Linked DNA regions of Mus musculus: region 2 is linked to region 1. A link is a contact called in public Hi-C data. All regions are on one chromosome and are shown on one strand. The core of a region is the stretch at or near the end of the contact, and the rest is flanking DNA. Distances in the headings are between cores, read along the strand shown.

Evidence for each region. A called contact is a pair of places that touch in the nucleus more often than the background predicts.
Region 2: a Hi-C map of cerebellum shows a contact between it and region 1, with 1.8 times the contacts expected there. The contact joins the promoter of Eps8 here to the enhancer-like site in region 1. A contact is called at or near these places in 1 of 39 promoter capture datasets (the HPC-7 cell line), 1 of 15 datasets of contacts at CTCF or cohesin (the NIH/3T3 cell line), 12 of 484 Hi-C or Micro-C datasets (Sertoli cells, Th1 cells, bone marrow-derived macrophages and 7 more), 6 of 115 datasets of contacts at active chromatin or transcription factors (embryonic fibroblasts, embryonic stem cells, forebrain and 1 more) and 3 of 9 other capture datasets (adipose tissue, liver and pancreatic islet).

What each region holds. Positions count from the first base shown.
Region 1 is chr6:137,609,008-137,614,944 of GRCm38.p6, forward strand. All of the region lies in intron 1 of Eps8 (epidermal growth factor receptor pathway substrate 8), which reads right to left. Among named protein-coding and RNA genes, the nearest start is that of Eps8, 37 kb to the right of the region's middle. Within about 2 kb of position 3,419, at least 19 of the 459 cell types and tissues checked have an H3K27ac peak or open chromatin away from gene starts, as enhancers often do. A contact at or near this core is called in cerebellar granule neurons, cerebellum and heart atrium, where this site is marked.
Region 2 is chr6:137,646,782-137,652,469 of GRCm38.p6, forward strand. It overlaps Eps8 (epidermal growth factor receptor pathway substrate 8), which reads right to left and starts at 2,504. Exons shown (of 22, transcript NM_007945.3): 1 at 2,271-2,504.

The sequences.
Region 1 (5,937 bases), core at 2,169-4,668:
ATAAACATAAAAGTGAAATGACTTCACATTTGTCCTTGGAGATAAGCGCTCCCCCTTGATTTGATCATGGATCAGGTTATAAGTACCTTTTACTTTCCTATAATGTCAACATTTGGAAAGTAAACATTTTCTTTTATGGTCTAAAACAGACCCAGTCAGCTGGACACGGTGGTCTATGCCTGTAATCCCAGCATTTGGGAAGTGGAGGTAACTAGATTAGAAGTTCAAGACCAGCTAGTGTGAGACCAGACTGGGCTACATAAGACCCTGTCTCAAATTAATTAATGAATAATAATAATTTTAAAAAAGTATGGATAAATCAAATGGGCCAAGCTACAGCACAGAACCTCAAGCACACACAGAGGTGCGTCTGCCACCTAGAAAGCCTCCTGGAGTTCGGCACTGAAGAAGCCCCAGCAGCAATAACCCCTTAACCTCAAGAACGAACCCATGGCCGTATTTCACCTGTGGGTACTTATGACCATGACCTCTATTCAAGGGGCATTGAGTAGAAGCAGACTCCAGCATCCATGGGTCAGCATGCCAGCTATACACTGAAGCAATTTTTAGAGGCATATGTCAGATCATATCCAACAATTCAGACCCTGGACTTTAATCAGAAAACGAGTGCCTTATATTTTAAAAAGACCTGCTCTTTTAAAAGTTTTTATTGGTTATTTTGTATATTTACATTTCAAATGTTATCCCCCTTCCCAATTTCCTCTCCAAGAACCCTCCATCCCAGCCCCCCTCCCCAAGATCTACATTTTTTAAATAAGAGTGCTCACTCCAAGAACAGACAGGAAGAGGAGAAAAGATTCAATCTTTAAACAAGGAGCGAGCCTTCCCAATATTTATTCATTTCTTCAGCCGATCATAAGTGGGGCTGCAGCAATGTATGCACTGACAACCATTCCACATCCCTCTGATCAAACCATCAGACCCATTAGTGCAGGCTCCCTCCTCATTCTCATGCAGCAAGTATGTACCCACATTATCTAAATGCAGACACATCTTCAGATACTAGTTACAGAGCCATAGTCCAAGTGAGACAACATGTCTCATGAATCCAGCCACTTTTTATACTGTGTGTGTGTGTGTGTATGTGTGTGTGTGTGTGTGTCTGTGTGTGTGTGTGTGTGTTTGTATGAACAAAGACTTCGCAAGAAGCAACTTAGGATGTAAAGATTTCTTTCCAGCTTACAGTTCAAAGTGACACAGTCTACCACTGCCGGAAGTCAAGGCAGGGAGAGCAGGAGGCAGCGGGACACCCTGCACCCATAGCCAGGAAGCAAAGGGAGAAGAATGCTGGTGCTTAGCTTGATCTTCTCTTCTTTATTCAGTCTAGGACCCCAGCCTAGACTAAGAAGTCTTCTCTGATCAGATAAAATTCTGAAAACACCTCCATAGACATAGCCAGGAGTGTTTCCATGGTGATTGTGCATCCCATCAAGTTGACAATGAAGATTAACCTCACACACACCAATCTCTCTTATGCTTTGTTTTTTCCTTCTCCCTCCTCAGTGTTACTCCATAAAATTCCACTTAAATACCAGTTCAGATAATATGCAGATGCTAACTGACAAGATGGCTGTTGGAGAAACTGAGGCTCAAGGGCTTCCATCTGAAGTGTCTGGTGGGGAAGGAGGCAGTGGGTAGCGAAGCCTAGGAAATCAAAAGGAACTAAGGGAGTCTGGGCAGGTTTCTAAGCCAAGACCAAGAGTCAACAGACAGAATTCGTGACCTGCCTAGGTCTACAGTACAGTTCAGAATTCCATCAAGTAAACAAGACAGAGACCCAGGAACCAGATCCAGACAGGAGGCCAATAACCAATCAGCAACAGCCACTGTAACTATCTAGACAGAAGCTCCTGGAGCAAAATGGCTCAGTAGTTAAGAACTTGCTGTAATTAAGAGTAATTAGGATCAAGAGCTGGTTGGTCTTGCAGAGGACCCAGATTCTATTCCCAGCACCCACGTGGCACCTTACAACTCCAGGCCCAGGAAGTTATAACCCTGTTCTGGCCTCTTCAGAAATTGCATGCACATGTACATGGTACACAGATCAACACACAGAAAAAACAAAACAACAAAAAAACAGGCATACACATACTTAAAAAAAAAAAAGAAAAGAAACTCTTAATTGGGCATTTAAAATTCCCCCACAGGTGGAGTGGGACCCATAACCTGGTCTGACACTTTGAACAAGAACTAAATACTCCCAGTAGTAAAAGAAAAGCAATTTACGGCTGTGGAGCCAGGAGCATTGCTGAGGTTTCAGATTCTCTAAGAGAAGAAAACCCTGCATCCCAGCAGTGAGGTGTGATTTCCTCCTCACAGTCAGGAGCTCACAGGCATGGCTACAAGAAGTGTGATGACCCAAGCGATTATGGTCTTAGCAGTGGTGATGTTAATAATGACATTAATGCAGAAGAAGAGATAATTAGCTAATTATAACCATTTACCAAAACCTTAATGTTTGGCCCTCTCTCCCACTTTTGTTTTTTGAATTTGTTGGCACCTGGTGGCTTTAAATACTTTAGAATTTGGATCTCCTTTCTTCATAAGACCCCACGGGAAGGGACGGCAAAAGCCAACACCTTCCTAAGGGCACAGCAACAGAAGCTGTGTCATTTGGGCTGCATTATGGGACAAAGGGGATGTGCAGGATACACCACCATTTACTGAGAGCACTTAGCCTTATGGTACTTATATCAAATCGCAGAAACCCAAGCTACTGCTTGGGGATGCAAGACCTACATGAAGGAACCCTGTGTCACTAACATTCTTGGCTCTTTTGGCAGGATTTCTTCTTGATGACTTTCCGTGTGTCCCTGACTACAGTGAGACCAGAAGTCAATGTATTCCAGCTATAGATACCGTTAGTGTAATCCAGTGTAATAATAATATAATCCAAGCAAAAACATCTAAGAATTATGAGATTTGGGGGATACATTTAGACTCAAGGGAGCGCCTTTTGTGTGCTCCTGTCTCATGACTGTCAGGAAACAGGTGCATGATAACAGGTCCAGAGACTATTTAATTCATACAGGCTCAGTAAGGGTGTGTCTAACCATCACAGTCTACTGGTTCAGTCTAATACAGGTCTGTCCACCTCCTCCATGCCCACTCAGGAAGCCCTTTCATCTTGCCGACTTGCTGGTAAATGGGTTCCACTTACTCTAACCAAGCAACTCAAAGCCTTTATAATCCAAATACATCCATATCAGTGGTACTACAGTTACAAATGTCAACAAAGCTATGTAAATATTAAGTAACAGTAAGGGCAATTAGTGATTGCACAGGCTCACTCCTACAAGGGAAGAGACAGCTGGGCATTTTATCCTAGCCCTGAGGAGGCAGAAGAAAGGCCTGGGTTGATGGTCCACCTGCTGCTATGTTGCCATCTGGCCTGAGACCAAACAGAACACCAGAAGTTGGCAAGAGAGCTGCTGCCCTGGGCGTCCAACTGGGCATATGCCTTATCCCAGTGGACACACTTTGGGGACACAGTTTCACACCATTCTTTGGCTGTGTGAGTTCTCTCTGTGTGCCAACGGGGCACTGGGGGAAGATTCTGTCACTCTAGGTGTTAGCCTGACCTCAATTAAGACACTTGTCCTATTTGGGGGGAAAGGGTTTTAACGATTTATATTCTGTAAACTCCCAAACCCAAGCAGGAGGCAGATGAAGGGCAAGGTGGAACTGACAGGACTCTGAACTTGGCAGCAGAGTGAAGAACAAGAATAGAAATCCTGAAGCCCCCACCCTACAGCATTGTAACCCTGAAAGGGGCTCAAGGACAGTAAGTCACAGAATAATGCTCCTGCCTCCTGCTCTGCTCAGTAGCTGAGCTGAGCAAAGGCTAGACAGGCTAACTAGTCATAGAGGAATTAGAAGCAGCACACATCTTTAGAAAATGTCAGAAAACAACAGTGATCACATTTGTTACCACCAACAAAAACAACTAATAACTTTTCCCACGACTGGTACTTACTTCCCTCCCTGAACACCTACACCATGCATCCCAAGCAAGCCGACTACAAGACATAGCTAAAAAAGAACTGGTGAGATAGCTCAGTGGGTAAACGTGCTTGCTGAACAAGCCTGAAGACTGGAGTTCAGTCCCCAGGATTCATATAATGCTGTGAGAAAAAAACCAACTCCATGGAGTTGTCCTCTGACCTCTGCATGCACACCACACTATCTGTACACACACACACAAACACACACACACACACACACACACACAAATAAATGCCAGACAGACAGACACACAGATGAGAGATAGATAGATAGATAGATAGATAGATAGATAGATAGATAGATAGATAGATAGATAGAAAGAAGGCTAAAGAGATGACTCAACCATTGAAAGCACTTGCCTGCTCTTCCAGAGGACCCAGGTTCAGTTCCCACCACCCATGTAACAATTTACAACCATCTCTAACTCCAATCCCAGGGGATCCTATACCTTCTCCTGGCCTCCACAGGCATTGCATGCTTGTGCTACACACCCAGATATACAGGTAAATACTCACAAACATAACATAAAGAGAAATATTTTTCAAATGAAATTAGTTGGCCAGGCCAAGGCATATGCCTAAAATTTCAACACCTGGGAGGGGGAGAGAGGAAAGTCGGGAATTCAAAGCTATCCTCGGCTATACAGTAAGTCTGAGACTAGCCTGTGCTATATAATAACTTGTTTTAAAATAAATAAAGGGAGGGAGAAAGAGAGGACGGGGTAAGGAAGAAAAGAAGGAAAGGAGGGAGGCAGAGAGGGAAGGAGGAAGGAAGGAAGGAAGGGAGGGAGGGAGGGAGGGAGGGAGGGAGGGAGGGAGGGAGAGAGAGAGAGAGAGAGAGAGAGAGAGAGAGAGAGAGAGAGAGAGAGAGAGAGAAACCGTCATCAAACAAAATGCATCAGTATTAGTGTTTTCCATTTTCAGTGTTAAGTCAGAGTTCCAAGATGGCTAAGCTCTATAAGTACTAAGGGATGTTGCCCTCTTCTGGCACCTTAGGCCCTTGGGGATGCAGCTCCATTCCATCACCACTGGCTGGCTCTCAAAACAGTCCATCAGCCTGTGGAGGTCAGCTCAGCCTGATCCCAGTGGCTAGCTGCCAGGCGAAAGAAACCCTGTAGCAAATTGCAGCTTACAGGGGCGTGTGTGAGAGGGAGGCCCTCACAGGGGACCCTCTGGGACTTTCAGTCAATGCATTGTTTTCTAGTTTTTAGGAATTCAGGCATTCCTTGTTGACATTTAAGACTTGTCATGTCGAAGGCACCTGAACAGCTGTGGTAGCTTCTCTTAAATTCTCTGCTCCAAAAGTGCTTAAACCAGTCTCTCCTGCGTACCCAACGCCACAGTTCATTCCCAATGTCACAGCCTTGGGCTCCGTCCTTTCCTTTCCTTCATTGCTGAGCAGCAGTCAGGTCTTCTCCCATGATCCCCCAGCCTGTCGCTCCATTTCTCAGATGCAGCCACCCCCCACAGATCCAAACGACATTGAAAAGTACATTGTTGCAAACAACATCCTGACTAATGTTTCTGGTCCTTATTCCTCCGCCAAGGCAGCCTATCAGCTGCTTACACAACATTGACACTGTGAGGTAGGATAAGTAATTGGAGATGACCTAGAGGATACTAAGGTGTATGTGCCGGCTACAAGAAAACCTCACAGCGTTTTAGAGAACACACTTGACCTTCACGGACTTCAGTGACTTCGAGGGAAATGCAAACTGAAGTAGTCTCTGCGGACACTGAAAGATGAATTCCAGACGAAGCGGATCCACTGCTGTGTAGCTCGCCCTCCCAGAGCTGAGCAAGTCACCATCTTTCTCTGACCCTACTAACTTTCCACTGGCCAGGGCTCATTTATCCTGGGATTCCCAGTTCCCTGGCCACAATTCTCTGGATAACGAGAGAGCACGACTTA
Region 2 (5,688 bases), core at 1,254-3,753, 37 kb after region 1:
TGGACCTAAAGAACCCCCACATTCTTATAAATACTCAGTTCACACTGTTTGCAAGGACTCCACTACAATGTTTCTTAAGAAAAATAAGTCCAGTTCCCCGCAGCTGCAAACACTTTGGTGGGGCAATTCCCAGGAGAGATGTACTGTATAGCACTTTGGCTACAGTTCCATCCCTTCCTCTCTGATACCCCTGCAGATGTCTGAAAGTTTATAAGCTATCCTCTGGTTGTTTTGCACTGAGACAAAGCGGCCAAATGTATCTAGTACAACTTGGAAAAGCCAACTGAAAATGTACACAAAGCTAGTGCTAAAACTCATCCAATAAGACTTAAGGAACTAAAGAGGTTTGAATCTGGGGTTAATAGTTTCTTATTCAAACCTAGCTCAGACGAACTTATGTTTTAAGATAAAAGCAGGTGACTGAAGAGGAGATTCAGAAGAAGAAAGAGGACTAAACGAAAAGATGCTTAAACAGAGAGCAGAGCCTGTGTCACAGGGCTACAAAGAAGCCAAGGTTGAAGGAACCAGTGTACACTGAATCCGGGTAACGCTGGATGAGCACACAAAATGAACTCTTTGCCTCTGACCACAAATAAGCAAAGTGTTCAAAATTAAACACCAGTTTCCTGTTAGGGGATTAAAACAATCATTTGCCAATTATAATGATACTCAATGACACTGGAAAGTGAAAGTTACAAAGTAGACGTCCCAATTCAGAGAGCAACACTTGGCTCAGAATAGTAGGATTTAAAAGATACTTTCTTCTCCTCTCTCTCTCTCTCTCTCTCTCTCTCTCTCTCTCTCTTTTCCTGCTATGAAGGAAGTGAATGACTTGCGGAATTTTACAAAGTCTTAGTCTCCTATGGTGCGGGAAGGGCTTTCTACACACACAAGCTTACTAGCTTGTGGCTCACTGTACCCAGCCGGCTATGTGATGAGTCTACAGAGAAGCTTAACTTTCAGGTGGTGCGAGCTCATCACTCACAGATTTCCCACCCCAGCAAACTAAGAACTACAGCAGCGTGCCCCAAACCCTCCAATCCCCAATTTAAAAACAAAACAAGAAGGAAATCTTTACTAGGTGAGGCGAGATGTCATTGGCTTTCATTTCAATAGACTCACTGTCCCAAGATCTACAATTCTACACAATGAGCGCAGCCGTTCCAAAACCCAGGGAGCCTTAGAATGGCATCCTTTCAAGAGCGAGAAATTAGAAACAGCCCGCAACACAGACACTTTGACGATTTTTTTTAAACATAAAAAAAGTCTTCCAGGAATCGTAATTCCACCTCCTCCCCAAAGTGGCAAAACCAAATAAAACTTCAAAGTACCCACACGTGTCTGAACCAAGTTGGATCTGAACTATCTTATTCGCTTTTTCGTCTCTTTCTCTTACTGTCTGAGGCAAGAAGGGAAACCTTTAGAAGAAAAGCAGCCATGCATTCGCTGAAACACTGGCTCAGGAAGACCTCCTCTTCTAATGCCTCGCTGCTCCAAATGTCTATGGATTTTAAGCCCAAACCCTAGGGCGTCCTGCCCCGGCGAGATGCCAACAGCACTTGGGGGCTACAGGAGGAGGATTTGAACAACATGGCTCAGAGAACCGGGCAAAGATTTTTGCATGTGTATTGTAGTCATTGAAAGGAAGGAAGGGATGAGACCCCGGGGCGCCTTCACTGTCTCTCTCGGTGGGTGTGGAGCCCTCCGAAGCACTACTGACAGCCATAGAGAGGCCATCTTCCTAAAAGTAAAATGGTGTTGGAAAGTGATCCAGAATTCACAACTATTCAAACACAGCGAGCTACCTCAACTGGAGGGTGTATACCAGGGCGGGTCCACATCTCAAACAGGTTTCCTAAGGGGTCCCCACTTGAGCTGGGTGAGAGGCGCTCCGAAAGCCCTGCATCTAAGACGTTAGGGCGGGGTGGGAGTCCAGGTGTGCGGAACTCAGGTACGCCCGCGCAGCCCAGGGGAGCGCGGGGTCTCTCGGGGGACCTCGGCGACCACCCGGGCGGAGGAGGCCGCGGGGGGATCGGGTCTCCTGGCTTCGGGGTGCGCGGAGCGGGCGCGGGGACGCGCTAGGGCGGCAGCGCCGCGCACACCTGGCCGCCGACACACCAGTTGCAAAGGGTCCAAGTGAACCGCAGCGGCCGCTGAGCCTGGCACCACTCCGGTGACGGCTCACAAAGACCCTTATGGGAAAGCGAGAGGGAGCCCATGCCGCGGGAATCCCACCCGGGGAGCCGCACTGATGTTCGGGGGGCTCTTACCTAGGATCCGCCCTCCGAGCAGCCGCGCTCCTCAGGGAGTGCCACGACCTCCCTAGACGCGAGGGAGGTGACGGAGGGAGAAAGATCCCGGAGCTGGAGCGCCCGCCGCGCCCCGCTGCAGACACGCCGCTGGGGCTTGCCCCGCGCCCTGCGCCCTGCGCCCTGCGCCCAGCGCCCCGGGAGCCCGCTTCGCCCGCCGCCCGGGCCGTGTGTGCGCGCCGCTCGCTCCCGGACACAGCCAGCGCGCGCCGCGCATGCCCAGCAGCGAGCCGGGAACGCGCGTTGCCCCGCGCGGCCGGGAGAGGGCTCCGTTTGCAAGATCTTGAGGACAGTTGAGTCTCTAGTAGACCCTAGGGCTCTGGATAGAATCTCAAGGGCTTCATCCCACAAGGCGAGCACGGCACCCCGCAGGGGAGACCCGGGATCCCAGCCTCAGAGTGGTGTCTACAATTCCTCAAGTGAAATGACCTAGGTCTGCAGAGCACAGCCGGGGGGGGGGGGGGGGGGGATGCCGCAGGCGGAAAGAGCGCTCAGGTGACCGCGGCCAGATCCTGCCACACAACTGATGACTAGTGTTAATCTGGGAGTTACTGCCCTACTCAACTACCAAGAAGAGGTATTCCCCAGCCTCTGACCTGTGACCTGTGTCCATTGGTCTGCTCCTGTACCATCTCTCTTCAACCAAAGCAGTATGCAAGTGGTACCCAAGGGCTTCACTGGTTTAGAGAGACTACAATACTCCAGTCCCTGGATATAGCCAGCAAGCCCAGACCTGTCTCACCAGGCGTCCTGGATCCCATTTTTCATAGGAGCTCCTGCCAAGAGTCTGGTGTAGTTTCAAGTATGGGAGACTCTTTAGTCCAGTAATAACTACTCACCACTGCTCAGTGCTCCTTGGCTCGATCACTGAAGCCACAAAATAAGGATCTGCCAGTCTTCTCTTCTGAACCTGGCATTTTCTTACCTTCTACAATACCTCCGTTGTCACAGCTACGCCCCCAGACACCCTGGCCCTTCTAACTTCCAAGGCAATTGACTTCCAAAGAAGCCAAGGCAGACTATTAAACAAAACTTGGCTTAAATAGCTGGGCCTACCTGCTTTGCGAGGCAAGCAAAAGCTCATTCAAGAGACCGTGAATTAGCAGGCCAAGATGGAGACTAAAAGGGGGCAGTGATGGGTTTTATGATTAAGTTCGGTCTACTGCCTTCATCCAGAATCTTCCTCCATCCAACATTCCCAACAGACTGACATCCACTTGAGCATGTCCAGTGTTCGAAATAGCTGGTTTTGATAGATGGTATAGAAAACTAGGATTGTTAATTGACAATCTCTGCCAGGAGCTACAAATTTTACTTTACACCATCTCTAACCCTTAAAATGAATCACCGCTTTAGAAAATTGGGAAAATGTTATTCAGAATTTTCTTTTTGCCAAAGCCAATAGTGACATTAGGATTGAAATCCAGGTCTGCCTACTCCACAGCTTACATACATAGATTTATATACTCAGATCAACTCTCCTTCAACTGTAGACTGGGAAAGATGGACCCTGAGGACTGACATGAAATTAATCTTGCTCCTTACAGATATTGTAAGACTTGAAATAGTAGAAGCAGGTTAACAAATAACCAACATAGTAGAAGCAGGTTAACAAATAACCAACAGAACCTTCTGCTAGTTATTTTGAGACATGCCCTCAAAATGTTTTTCCTTTGACTGGTCCTCAAATGGCAGAGAAATCTGTCAAAACCATTCTTTTCTGACTCAAATGAGCTTTAGGGTTTTTTTTTTTTCTCTGAAATTACACACACACACAGAGACGCTCGGCAAGAAACTAAAATCATCACTGACCCTTTGACCCAAGAAACCCTCCCAGCAAGACATCCCAAACCCATATCTGGTTTTCTTTTGGCAAGTGGACTGCCTAGAGTCAAACAGAAGAGGCCTGGATAAAGTGAACTTCACATGAACTGTATGTTCGACCTTAATACTCTCTGTAATTCTATATTGTTCAACCTTAATTTTCCCTTTAAATTTTATCTTTGTATTAGGGTATAATTTCATAGAAATATTAGCTGTCAACATAACCTTAAACTATAAGTTTGATGTATAGGTCTTATTTGTTTCATTTGAGTAATTTGGATTATAATCTGCTAAGACTCAATGTCAAATTTTCCTGTTTAAATTTTTTAAACAGATTTCTATTTCTTCTCTCTCTCTCTCTCTCTCTCTCTCTCTCTCTCTCTCTCTCTCTCTCTCTCTCTCGTGCGTGCATGAATGTGAGTGTGTAGATGTGCCATGGCATGCCTATAAAGATTAGAAGAAAAATTTTCAGACTCAATTCTTAATTCTCTCCTTACACCATGTGGGTCCCAGGAACTAAACTCAGGATATTGGTAGTAAGTTCTGTCACCTGCTGAGCCATCATAACAGCTTGGTTTAGCTCTTTAGAGTGCTATCATATATGTTTTTATTGACTGAAGACCTCACTTATTGTTAGGCATGTTTGGCACATGCCTATAATTGCAGCACTTAGAAAACACAGCCACAGAGATTAGGAGTTCAAAGCCACCCTTTGTTATATAGCAATTTCAAGGTTAGCCTAAGCTTTATAAGAGCTCTTCTCTTCGATCAAAAGGAAAAAACTCACTTGTTAATGGCATATGGAAAAAATGTAGAGGAGAATAAACAGAAATACATCAAATAGATGAGCATCCCAAGTGTTGATTGCGCTTACAGCTGGGTATAAAAGCTACATTCCAAAAGTTTCATTTCAAATGTTTCAAAATAGATAGAAGAGATGATTTTAAGTAATTTCATCACAAATATATGGCACATATATGAGGTAGTATATGCTAAACACTGGACTCAGTTAATACATTGAAGTATACATCTACCAAAATATACAAATGCTAAGAACACATTTTTTTTTCAAGTTACAAAAGAAATGGCAGAAATTTTTTTTTTCTTATTGTGTAAATTTTTAATGGCAAAACTTTATCGGGGGAGTTTAGTACTCTTCAAATTTCTTTAAATATTCCTCCATAATTCCACCATATAACCTGATACAGGACTATCACTTAAGAACCACTATGTGAAGACCTATAGCCTATCCACCTGTATACACACATGTACCTATGTATGTGTGGTATGTATGTGTGCATGTGTTTGTGGTATGATTATTTTAAACTCAGGCCTGGAGCATGCATGGCAAGTGTTTTAGTTGAACTGAAATCCCAGCCCAGTTCTGAGTTGTGAACACACATAATACAAAACATGTCTCTGGACAGATGTAGGAGAGAGGCACTATAGTTTAGAACATGGTTGCTGTATCTGATCTCAATCTCCTAAGTACGATCTGGTAGCCAAGTGCTCTCCCCATGCCTGTGGCCACCACTGCCCATATCATTTGTCACTT